Linked DNA regions of Mus musculus: region 2 is linked to region 1. A link is a contact called in public HiChIP or PLAC-seq data. All regions are on one chromosome and are shown on one strand. The core of a region is the stretch at or near the end of the contact, and the rest is flanking DNA. Distances in the headings are between cores, read along the strand shown.

Region 1 (5,559 bases), core at 2,217-4,716:
TTAAACACAAGCTCACAGAGGGCAGGATAAGCCCTTGTTCTCACCTTGGATCCCTAGACCTTGAACAGGCGCTATACCTATCATGTTCATAATAGATATTTGATTAACAAACACCTGTAAGCTTTAGTGTGAACATGGGCTCAAGACAGCCTTGCCTGGACCATGCCCCAGGGAAGGAACTAGATTATAAAATGTCTTGGCATTCAGTTCTGTGGATCTGTGTGCTTCCCCAGTGCTGCCCATCTGGGAACCTATCCCAGCACTCTGGGAACCACAGATTCCGTCTGAATATGTATTTTTGATGACAGCAGAATCTTCCCTGAAGTCCCCTGAAAACATATGGGGCGGGGAATGGTTCTTTTTTTTTTCTTAATCTTTTGTTGTATATATGCACACATGTATGGATGATGATATGTATGTTTATGTTCATGTATGATGTATATGCACATGTATATTCATGTATATGCATGATAATGAGTGACAAGCATGTGTGTTTGCATGTATGAGTGCAGGTGTTTGTATGAGCATAGGTGCTTGTGTGCATGAGTACAGGTGTATAGATGCAAGTGTTCAAGTGTCCCAGAATGCATTTGGCGGTTAGAGGACAGCCTTGGGTGTTAGTCCTTGCTCTCTATCATGTTGGGGCAGAATGTTCACCATTGTATACACCAGGTAAGCCAGAGATTCTACTATCTCAGCCTCCCAACTCGCCATGAGAACAGGAATTACACGTGTGGGCTGCTGAGTCTGGCCTCATGTGAGTTCTGAGCACCTGAGCTGAGACTGTCACAGCCACCCAGTAAGTACTCTGCCTCCTTGAGCCATCTCCTCAGATCAGGATTCCTTCTTACCGTGGCTATTTGATCACTATCGACAAGGCAGGTGCTGGTTGCTACCTGCACCGGTAACTAGCCACAGTTTATCTCCATGTTCCCTAGACTCTACTTCCCCCTCTGGGGGTGGCTGGCCAGAAGGGCTCTCAGCAGGCACCATGTTGTTTGCAGGGTTCAGAGACTCAAAAGATTGAGGAGTGTAGCTGAAAATAGCTCAGGGCCACTTTGGAATTGTTGGGAGTGAATCATGCTTCCTCCTCCAGCTGGCTGTGTGACCTTGAGCAAGCTCCTCACCCTCTCTCTCTCTCCTGAGGCTCTCATCTATGTGAGGTAAGCTCTCATTGGCACTCACACTGCTTAGGGATGTCAGAATAAACCAATTAATGCCAGCCGTGCCAGTCGGACGGTCAGCACAGACAAGCATGCCAGGTGCCTTGTAAGTTCTTCCTTTGCTATCTCTCCCACCCGAAGGGAATTTGCTGTCTGGGGACAGAGGAGGACAGGCCAGAGCCGAGCACACAGAGCACATCTGGTAAAGACCTAGTGTACTTCAGTGACTGGAATACCTTGGACTGGGGTTTCAAAAGGACTCAGCATAAGATGTAGGCTGACCCCTTGTAACACAGAATAGCTATCTTCCTGAGTCCTGGTGACCACTGATTATGTTGATTAAAACAGGGACAGATCAGTGATTCTGTGTCCTGACCGATGCTTACCATCACCTGACTATTACAGAAAGATTGCAATGTGCGGTAGAGATACCCCAGGGCTCCTCACCAACACAGAACTGTACTTCACAGCACACTGATGCTGCTGCTGGAAGAGTTTACAATAGTTTGTTTTACGAGTTGATACAAAGAGTCCTTGGTCAGCAGAAGAAGGAAGCTACTGGAAGTCTTGCCTTCTTATTTATACACGTGCCTTCTTGAGGTTGTCCTTAAACTCTCAAATCTAACTTTCACTCTCTTGACCCACAAAGGACCAAGATGATAGCCCCTTGATGGTGAGCCACAACCTGTGTAAACCACTCTCGCCCTGCCTGAGGCTGCGGGCCTCCACACCAATGTCTCTGGCCTGTTCCCCTTCCCTGAGTGGTACTGGGCTCTGGTTCACGGGTGACTCCAGTGTTCAGCTGTGGCTGCAGCTGCCCTCCTCCCTGTCAGGCTCCATGCATGGCTGATAGTACACCAGAGTGGGAGCAGCCACATCTTTGGAATTCCTTTCCGTTTTGAGTCAGAAGAACCCGAGTCTGTTGGCTGCCTGGACACGGAGCCAGAGTTAGTGAGGAGCTTCGATGAGGCTTGTGTGGTACCTCCTGCTGGAGAAGGCAGCGGAGAGCAGCCAGGTTACCAGAGACCATCTAGCCACCCCCTCCCAGGGAGACCCGAGTGGCACCAGCTCATCCCAAATAGAGAGGACATCAACAAGCCAAAGGGAAGTGTTCGTCCAAGGAGTGAATGGGTGGCTCTGTGGAGATTGTTTACAGGAACAAGAGCACTCAAGGGCAGCCACGCTGACAGCAAGTCCCAGCCCAGTCAACTCTTTATTTCATACTTAATAGTGACTGACATCTTTGGGAGAGGAGGGAACTCGTGGGGGTATTTGGGAGGCCTTGTGCTTCCTTTGCCTGGTGAATTCTTCCCATTCCTCCATGCAGGAACATTAACAGACCAGATCTCATGAGGATCACAGCTATTCTACTTCAAGATGGCAAGGGTCCTGTCCAGCCTAGAGAAAGCATCTATATTATAATTATATAGTGTCATTATATTGCATATGTACACACATACATATATATGATATGTATTATTATAATGCACATGTGTTATACAATATGTATCACATGTGTAATATATTCATATATGCATGCAATATATTATTTAATACATGTATTATATGATATGTATTATACATGTAATATATATACGCATATATTATACACACATACATCTATTACACTTATATGCACCCTGCTATATATTCCACAAAGTCCAAGCCTTAGAAACCTGGTCCCCAGGGAAGCACTACCGAAAGGAGGAGATACTGAACACTCTCCTTTACTCTAGCATTAACCAAGTGACAGGTTGTTCAGGACTGGCTTCCTTAGCACCTTCACTTCCTCTGACCAGCTTGCCGTGTCTCACCATGTGACACCCTTTGCTTCATCATGAGCAGAGAAGACGTCAACCCCATGCTCCCAGCCTTCCTAGTTTCCATAACCAAGGACTAAATATATCTCTACCCCATATAAATTGACAAATTGCCCTTCTCGGGTACTCAGGCACCGCCACAGACATGCCCATCCTTGTAAACAAATGTCTGCCATACTTCTATGTTCCGGTCCAAATACTGAATGTCCTGGAATGATGTCAGATGAAGAGATACCTAGGGAGATCATGAACGTCTGTCTGTGTGAAGGGCCGTTGCCATGGCAACTCAGCACCCTTGGGCAGCCTCCTAATGAAGAGTTATTACTTCTTAGCTAAAACACGTCGCAAGGAATGGATGAGTCATCAACTTGTGGAGAGATACAACAAGTTATTTTTTTCTTCCAATTGCTCTAGGATGTAAACACACTGATCTATGTGTGACAATCTCTGCCCACGTCTGACTCACTCACCCGGCTCTTTCGTCACCGAGCTAGCAGAGGAAGGGATGAGAGGTCTCTATTGCCCCCCAGGGACCCTTCAAACATCTGTGGGTGGCATCCTGAGGCATTGGTCACATCCTGTGGCAACTTAGATGAAGTATTCTGAAAGAGGGTTCAGGCAAGAGAGTCTCTATAAAGCTAGCAAGCCTGGTTGTCTGGCAGCCACACTGCGCCTGTCAGGGATATTCCGTGGGCTGCTCTGAGCTCCACATCAGAGCCAGCCACTGTCCTCTCCTCAGCCTCCAGTAATCGGGCAGGAGAGAGGGATAAAAGATCAGAGAGGTGCTGAGCACTCTGGGCCTCTGAGCTGTGGAAAAGGCTTAGGTTTCTGTCTTGGGACCTGGAGATGTGTCTGATAGCCGAGAAGGTCACTCCCCTGGGTTCACTGCTGCTTCTAAATACCTGAGATGTCTTTGCCCTCCTCCCCTGGGATCCCAGACTTCAGGCCAGTGCCCGCACATAGATGATCACCCCACTGCAACATCCACAAGGCAAACCCCCAGAAATACCCCACATGCTCATGTGCTCCCTCGGGATTAAAAACTTTAACTCCACAAAACCATCAAGTCATCTTTGATTTGTGGGGAAGATTTTTCAGGCCGCATATTTGTCAGGCATAAAATATGTAAGGTAGTAAACCATAGGAAAATTATAATAAATAATTAAGAGAGTTCCCTCTTCTGCCCTGAAACCGCAGGACACTCGGAGGCAGGCTGAGGAGACGGCTGAGAAGACGAGCATTTATCTCGCCACTTTCTCCGGCACCCTGTTCTAGTTTTCTCTCTGCTGCTGTCATAAAACAGTTTGAGCATGGGTGAGGGGTGTGGGGAGCTTAGCAGTTCGGAGCACTGATTGTTCTTACAGAGGACCAGGGTTCAGTCCCCAGAACTACATGGTAGCTCACAACCACCCATAACACTAGTTCCAGGGGATCTGACAGCTTCTTCTGGCCTCCACAGGCATCAAGCATGCCAATGGTACACAGACACACAAGTAGACAAACATTCATTCACAAGAGGGGGGAGGGGTATTTGTACTGGAGTGGGTGGGACACAGAGAATTGCCTCTGGATAGAGAGGAGAGAGATGTGGCCCATAGGCAAATGGTGGTTTATAAAGGGAAAGAGGAAAGCCCCGCGTTAGGATGAAGTGTTTAACTTTAATTGAGCATGTTAATTAGGTGAGCCAAAGTGGGCTTTTGATTGCTGGACTTCAATACTTTGATTGCTGGTCCTTGATGGTCAGCCTCAGGAGGAGGAAGTTGCCAAATAAAGGAATAGACCTTGGTGGCTAGCTTTAGGAATCTAACTGGGTTTTAGCAAGGCAGAGGGAATGGGGGAGAAGATCAAGGTCTGCCAGAGCCATATTTGCCATGTTTGGGCCTGCTAGAGCCCCTTTGTATACAATCTCACGTGTGTGCACACACATGTGCGTGTGTATTTATTTGGCTTATACTCTTATGTCACAATCTATCACTGAGGGAAATCAAGGACGGAACTTAATCAGAATCCTGAAACAGAAACCGTAGGGAACCTGATTGCTGGCTCGCTCTCTGGCTCTGGCTTGCTCACTCTGGCACTCTGCTAGCTTGCTTATTCAACCCAGGACTACCTGCCAAGGGATGGTTGAAAGTAGGCTGGTCCCGCCTACACCAATTATCAATCAAGACAATTCCCCAAGACAGGCCCGTAGACCAATCTGATAAAGGCAATTGCTCAGTTCTGCAAAGCAATGCAGCTCCCAACACTCACGTGAGAAGGCTCCTAACGGGCTGTGACTCCGGTTCTAAGGGACTGGACTCTAGTGGCCTCTGTGAGTACCTGGACATTCATAGGCATACCTACACGCCGATCGACACACCTCCACACACAGTAATTCTTAAGTTACTTTTAAAGATTCCTTTTTCCTGATCACAGAAAAGGAAAAACTTGATGAGTGCCTAGAATGAAAATGCATAGGAGCTGAGGCTCCTGGGGAGCAAAAAGGGAAAGCACTCAGGACGTTGACACGTCACCTACAGTTAATGAGAAATCGCATCCCCTGGGAGCTTTGGGGAAAGATTGGCTGGATAATATCA
Region 2 (6,277 bases), core at 3,460-5,959, 480 kb after region 1:
CCACAGCTGCTGTTGGCCATGGTACTTCATCACAGCGACAGAAACCCTAAGACAACAGCCACATTTTCCCTTTTCCTTCCTTCCCCTGTCCCTCCCTTCCTTCATTTTGACAGCACTTCAAATCCTTACTGAACCTAGAATTCATTTGATACAAATTTGTTCTTTTAAATTTTCTGTCCACACCCTAGTGCTAACGGAATTATGTCCTTATTATTCGCATCTGTGTGGGAACAGTGCGGCTCCTTCAGGAGGTGGGGCCTTGTTTGAAGTAGAGGAGCACCAGCCTAGGATGGGCTTTTGGGGGGTGCCACCAGATCCCTGGTTCCAGCTTCGCCGTCTTTGTCCCAGTCCTCCACGACGAGAATAGCTTCTGCCTCATTCTCCTGCCAGCATGAACTGGACTGTTCCGAGAATCATCCCTGCTGTGGAGGACTGAAAACCCTGGAACCATGAGCCCCTAAAACCTTTCCTCCCTAAGTCTACTTTCCCCTGGCCCTCTCTCCTTAGGGTGCTTTCATCCTGACTACAGAGCAGTAAGCTGTCACCTCTGCTGCTCAGCACCTGTGGTACCTGACACAGGGAGATAAGGGTCTCAAACAACCCGAGAGGCCAGCTGGACCAGGGGAGTGAAGTGCCTCTTCCATAAGACAACAGATAGGCAAATCAGATGCACCCCAGGCACAGAACGAACGCACAAGCATTATCTAGAAGAATCAACAGGCTATCCGAGAGGAAGTCGATTTTTCTTAGAAAGGAGGCATCAGAGAAGGGAGGGGCTGGGCTGACAGGAAGCTGCTGCCTCTCATTACAGTTTGTTCTATTTGACTGCTGCAATCTCAGTCACTCTGACAGACGTGAAAGATGCATGAGAGAAGGCGGCATCCCTCCGAGCCACGTCTGTCACACGCAGAAACCAGTCAGTGTGCAGCAGAGACCAGCTTCACCACAGTGCAAGGTAGAGCTCACAGAGAACGACGAGTCTGGGGCTTGTTACAGAATCGTCAATAGTACTTTTTTTTTCTTTTAAAGGAAAAATTGCTATTTAAATGAGATTCTCAATCGATGTGTTTTACAATTTACATAATATAATTTACATAATATAATCCCCACTCATTTATTCTAATGCATCAAAAATTAAAGTTCACACGTTTCCCCACCAAGCAGGCTTCTCAGCGTGTTCTCCCACCTGCCCTCTACCTTCCTATGTTCTCCCCCCAACCCCCTGCACACACCAGCTTTCAGGGACCCTCCCTTCCTTCTGTGACTTTACAGCACAACGGGCAAATTGTTTGTTCATTCAACCAACATTTACTGAAGAGCACCCATGTACCAGATTCAGCACTCGGTTACAGAATCCCATGTATTTTCTAGTTTATCTGAATATCCATCTGCGATAACTAATATTCACTGTCAACTTGAATCGCAGGGGACATAAGCCTGTGGGCATAGCTGTGAGGGGATGATGTAGATTAGGCTTACTGAGGTGAGAGACCCTCTTTAATTATGGATAACACCCTTCCACGGCCTGGGGCCTGGGCTGAAGGAAACGGAGAAAGCCGATCACTGGATCAACTGGCATTGATTTGTCTCTGCTTTCTGACCATGCATGCCATGAGAGCAGCTGTCTCCAGCCCCTGGAGGTCAGACCTTCCCTGATAAGATGAAGTGCTCCTTCACACGGAGAACCCAAGCAAACCTTCCCTCCTTAAGTTTCTTTGGTTAGGTATATTTGCTGCAGAAAGAAGAAAATAACATCCACCCTCTGCCTGCAGGTGTCACTGTTGCTTCAGTTGTCAAGGGGACACTCTTGAGGGACCCTCTTATCAACCGGACAATCCTGAAGGACCCTCTTGTCAACTGGACAATCCTGAGGGACCCTCTTGTCAATTGGACACTCTTGAGGGACTCTCACTTGAGGAATTGTCTCCAGTAGAGTGGCCTGTGGCTATGTCTGTGGGGGCATTCTCTAGATGGATGACTGATGTGGGAGAGTGGGCAGCCCATGGTGGGCTGTGGCATCCCTGGGTAGGTGTCCTAGTACTCTAAGAAAGCAGGCTGAACAAGCCAGTAAGCAGCACTCCTCCATGGCCTTTGCTTCAGTTCCTGACCTGATTCCCCTCTGTGAAGGAGCGGGACCTGAAAGTCATAAGATGAAATAAAACCCTTTCCTTCATGACTTGCTTTGTGGCCTGGTGTTTACGACAGTAGAAGAAAGCAAAGCAAGACAGGACTTTCCTCCAAGGCACCGCTCTAGTCTATCCCACTCAGGTCTGTAAAATGGCAATAGTTTGAGCTCAAACAGCACACCATGGAATCACTGAGAATGTTAAAAAGCACACCAGCCTGGGCCTGTGGCCTGACTCTCCTTCAGGGAGGAGCTGTGGAAACCGAAGCCTGGGTTGTGAGCGTTCATTTCTTCTCCGAAGGTAAAGGTTTCAGACACACTTTTCACCCATTGCCCCTTCTCTATCTCGTACTCTTTGCAATCCAGGCAGCTTCTGCCCCCAGCCAGAGCCATCCCTTGCCTGCCACAGGCTCTCATTGCTGGATGCCACCACTGACCAGTGCCACCACTGACCTTACCACCTCTTCCTTCCCTCTTCTCATTACTTTTCCTGACCTCCCCTGTCACCTTAGGCCGCTTAGGTGAATCCAGAGCCTCCCGGAGTCCTTCGGTGCCTCCGCCCACCTGGTGCACAGCTGAATGCTCGGCAACCAACAGGTCAGAATGAGCTGACAGTGTGCACCCAGCAGCTCTAGGCAATTTCAACACCTTAGTATTTCCTGGGAATTCATTTTAAATGTCTGAAAATAGGAGCAGGTCATTCATTCTTCCATCTGTTCACGCATGGGGCAGGAAAATGCAGGGCAAACGTGCTTACAGAGTTGGACCCAGTTAACACTTCTAAATTCTGTTTTTATTTAGAGGCAAAGGTCATGTTGCCCAGGCCATCCTCAAACTCTGTGGCTAAGGATGACCCTGAACTTCTGATCTTCCTAAATCCACTTCCCAAGTGCTGGGATTTCAGGCATGTGCAACCCATTCAATTTACACAGTGCAAGGGATTAAACCAATAGGGTTTTTTTGATGTTCTTTATTGCATGCTTGACAAGGATTCCACCAACCAAGCCTCATCCCCACCTTCCGGAAGAAATGTTTTGGGATTGTTTGTTTGTTTGTTTGTTTTTTGGTTTTGTTTGTTTGTTTGTTTGTTTGTTTTTTCGAGACAGGGTTTCTCTGTGTAGCCCTGGCTGTCCTGGAACTCACTCTGTAGTCCAGGCTGGCCTCGAACTCAGAAATCCGCCTGCCTCTGCCTCCCGAGAAATGTATTTTTTATATGAAGCTCTGAGGTTGCCATTTGCACCAGGCTATTTCTCCCATGGGAGTTGCTACACCAACCCCTGTAGACACAGCTGCTCTCTATACAAAGCTCTTTCACAGAAACTCAAGAATCCAGAGCCTGGTAGTTAGTGGTCAAGCATGAAGTGGTTCTCTCCTTAGTGCCCAGTCACTATAAACCAGAATTGTAACCTTCAAGCATGAGCAATGGATGCTAATTTCCCTATGGAATCAGTAAGCAATGACTATTCTAACAGAACTTCATAGTTAATTTGACAGACTTTCTTTCCTATTCCACCTGAGCAGCCTGTTTTGTGCATCGCCTAGACTCCATCTTTGTAACATGGGCAAACACGCAGTGAACCCTGCTTCCTTTGAAGCGTGAGGCACCGTGGCACTGATCACACTCACAGAGCTGTGCCCCTGTGCCATGAGAGGCGTGCCCACTGCTTTGCTGTCCCCCCTGAGACTACGACACTGACCTCTTGCCTCCCGCTGCTGGTACTCCTTGCTCCTGAGCACAGGATGTGAGATCCACATCCAGGGGTGGTGCTTCCGTAGCTGAGGGAGCAGATGGTGGGTGATGAGCCCCACGGTGCCCGCCAGGGCAAAGAGCACGATGCTGAGAAAAGGCTGCAGAGGACAGAGAGGTCAAAAGTCAACTCTTGAGTGAGTGATGTAGGCATCTGCCATCAGGCCTTCCCTCCCACTTTTTTTTTTTTTTTGGCCTGTGCATTTTATGTATGTAGAGGTGTGCACACACGTGTATGCATGAGAAAGTCAGGGGATAATCTTGGATGTCATTCCTCAAGGGCCATTCATCATCTCTGTTTTCTGAGACAGTCTCTCGCTGGCCTGGAATTCACTGAACAATCTAGGCTGGCTGGAAGGCTGCTAAGACAACCAGAGTACTGACTGAGCCTGCCCCCACCCTCTTTCCTCTCATAGGAAGACCTATGTGCTGAGAGCTGCTAAGAACAGGGTCGGGAAGTGACCCCTGGAAGAGACTGTGAGAATTCTGTCCCCTGTATCATACCCTAAGACTTTTTTTCAGAGGTAGAGAACAGCACACTCACACTCAGTTGATAAAACAGTCCAGGGAAGATGTGGCCATGAATGTCCCATGTTTGTGACAAGGCAACAATATTCTGTAAGAACTGTAAGGCAGAGTCCTTGGAGATATATATGTATATGAATATATATATGTATATGAATATATATATGTATATGAATATATATATATATATATATATTCATATATATATATGTATATATATCTCCAAATGGTCTTTGTGTCACTGTGGCTCAGCTCAGATACAGTGACCTCTCTCTCTACTGAGGGAGATCTGGTGTCTGTTCCCAGCCTGTCACAATGACAACTGTCCGAGATTACAAATTGTCCTATCACTCTTAAGGACAAAACGACTCCCCCAGGGACAGGAGATGACTCACAAAGAGGTTACCCGAGTCTCCTCGTGGACATAGTTCTTTGTGTGTGTGTTCTTTGACCCTCTTCCCTGGCTCCTCTGCCCTCTGTACCCTCATTCCATGCCTAGCCCCTATCAAGAGAACAAGCAAGGGAGAGCCGAGCCTTGGGGCCACCTACCCGTAAGGACAGGAAGACAGTGCTGGCACTGACTGCAAAGGAGAGCACAGCAGCGGCTGAGCAGATGACAAGGTCTGATCTCAGGACATCCTTCTAGAAAGAGAAGATTGGCTGTGAGGTCAGCTCTGTGTGGCTTCCTCGGAGGCGCTTGCCAGGCGAGTCAGCGGCAGGATGCTAACACTCCACACTGCTCTTCTGTATGTCAGACCCATGTGTCCTGGAACACCCCAATGGCACCATCTACTAGCTTAGTCACTGGATCCCACTGGGGATGTCTAAGGGAGAGGGAGGCAGGTATGGTGCTAGTAGATTAACATACATGCACTTCAATGGAGAGAACAAACATGTCTACACATAAGAGGCCTAAGGTTCCTTCCCACAAACTCATGGGATACAGAGTCCCCACAGACCTCCCAAAGCCCCCCAACTCACAGAGTCTCAGAAAGCAGGACTGATGCTAACAGTCTCTACGAGGTCCTGGGTGGCTTTGGAGGTCAACATACAAACTGGAAATACCAGACAGAAGCCTTGCACACATTATATTTTGGACCATGCTGTACACTTCCATGCAACCATCAGATCCATAAGCAAACAGACAAACAAAACCAAACAACCAACTACAGCTTCCCAGCTACTTCAGTCAGTACACACAGTTTGGGACTGTAGGTGTCACCCGCCTGGCTTTCTTTCATTGATTTTAAAATGGAAATAATGTGTTGTCTCTTCCCTGTCATGCTGCTAGCTGGATGCCTGTGTTAACATGTAAAGCTGGACACAGACAGTGGAAACAATAAAGAGAATACAAACACCAACCCTGTGTGGTGGGTGTGACCATGGGTGTGGAAAAGTGGGTGGTTCAGGAAGACCACGATCCCCACACCTTCTCCTGTCATACACCCAGTGTGCCTGTTCTGAACTTTCTCTGGTAAGTCAGAGTACTGTGAGCATGGGGGGAATTAAAGGGATAACGCACCACCCAATTCTTTCACTATGATCAAAAGTGAAAGCAGCCTAGATTAGGGCGACTTGCCCTCACACCATTGAGGGAAGTTAAGAAGGAACTGAAGCAATGCTGTTAAGCAGAAACCTTGAAGAAACATTGTTGCTAGCTCCCTTACATGCTTATGCTTAGCTAGCTTTCTTGTACAGTCCCAGACCACCTGCCTAGGGGATGTTGCTGCCCACAGTGGGCCAAGCCTTCCTATGCTGATTAACAAGGCAATCCCCAAAGATGGCCTCATAGGCCCATCTGATCTAGGTAAGGCCTCAATCTACACTCCCTTCTCCCTTCTCCCTTCTCCCTTCTCCCTTCTCCCTTCTCCCTTCTGGGC

The links. HiChIP or PLAC-seq counts read pairs in DNA pulled down with a chosen protein or histone mark.
Region 2: a contact with region 1 is called in an H3K27ac HiChIP or PLAC-seq map of trophoblast stem cells, with 4 times the contacts expected there. The contact joins two enhancer-like sites. A contact is called at or near these places in 1 of 484 Hi-C or Micro-C datasets (bone marrow-derived macrophages), 1 of 115 datasets of contacts at active chromatin or transcription factors (trophoblast stem cells) and 1 of 9 other capture datasets (embryonic stem cells).

Annotation. Positions count from the first base shown.
Region 1 is chr8:125,340,700-125,346,258 of GRCm38.p6, forward strand. No RefSeq gene overlaps it. Among named protein-coding and RNA genes, the nearest start is that of Gm30713, 42 kb to the right of the region's middle. Within about 2 kb of position 3,467, at least 101 of the 459 cell types and tissues checked have an H3K27ac peak or open chromatin away from gene starts, as enhancers often do. A contact at or near this core is called in trophoblast stem cells, where this site is marked.
Region 2 is chr8:125,823,097-125,829,373 of GRCm38.p6, forward strand. It overlaps Pcnx2 (pecanex homolog 2), which reads right to left. Exons shown (of 34, transcript NM_175561.4): 18 at 4,947-5,039; 19 at 3,823-3,973. Among named protein-coding and RNA genes, the nearest start is that of Gm51603, 16 kb to the left of the region's middle. Within about 2 kb of position 4,710, at least 9 of the 459 cell types and tissues checked have an H3K27ac peak or open chromatin away from gene starts, as enhancers often do. A contact at or near this core is called in trophoblast stem cells, where this site is marked.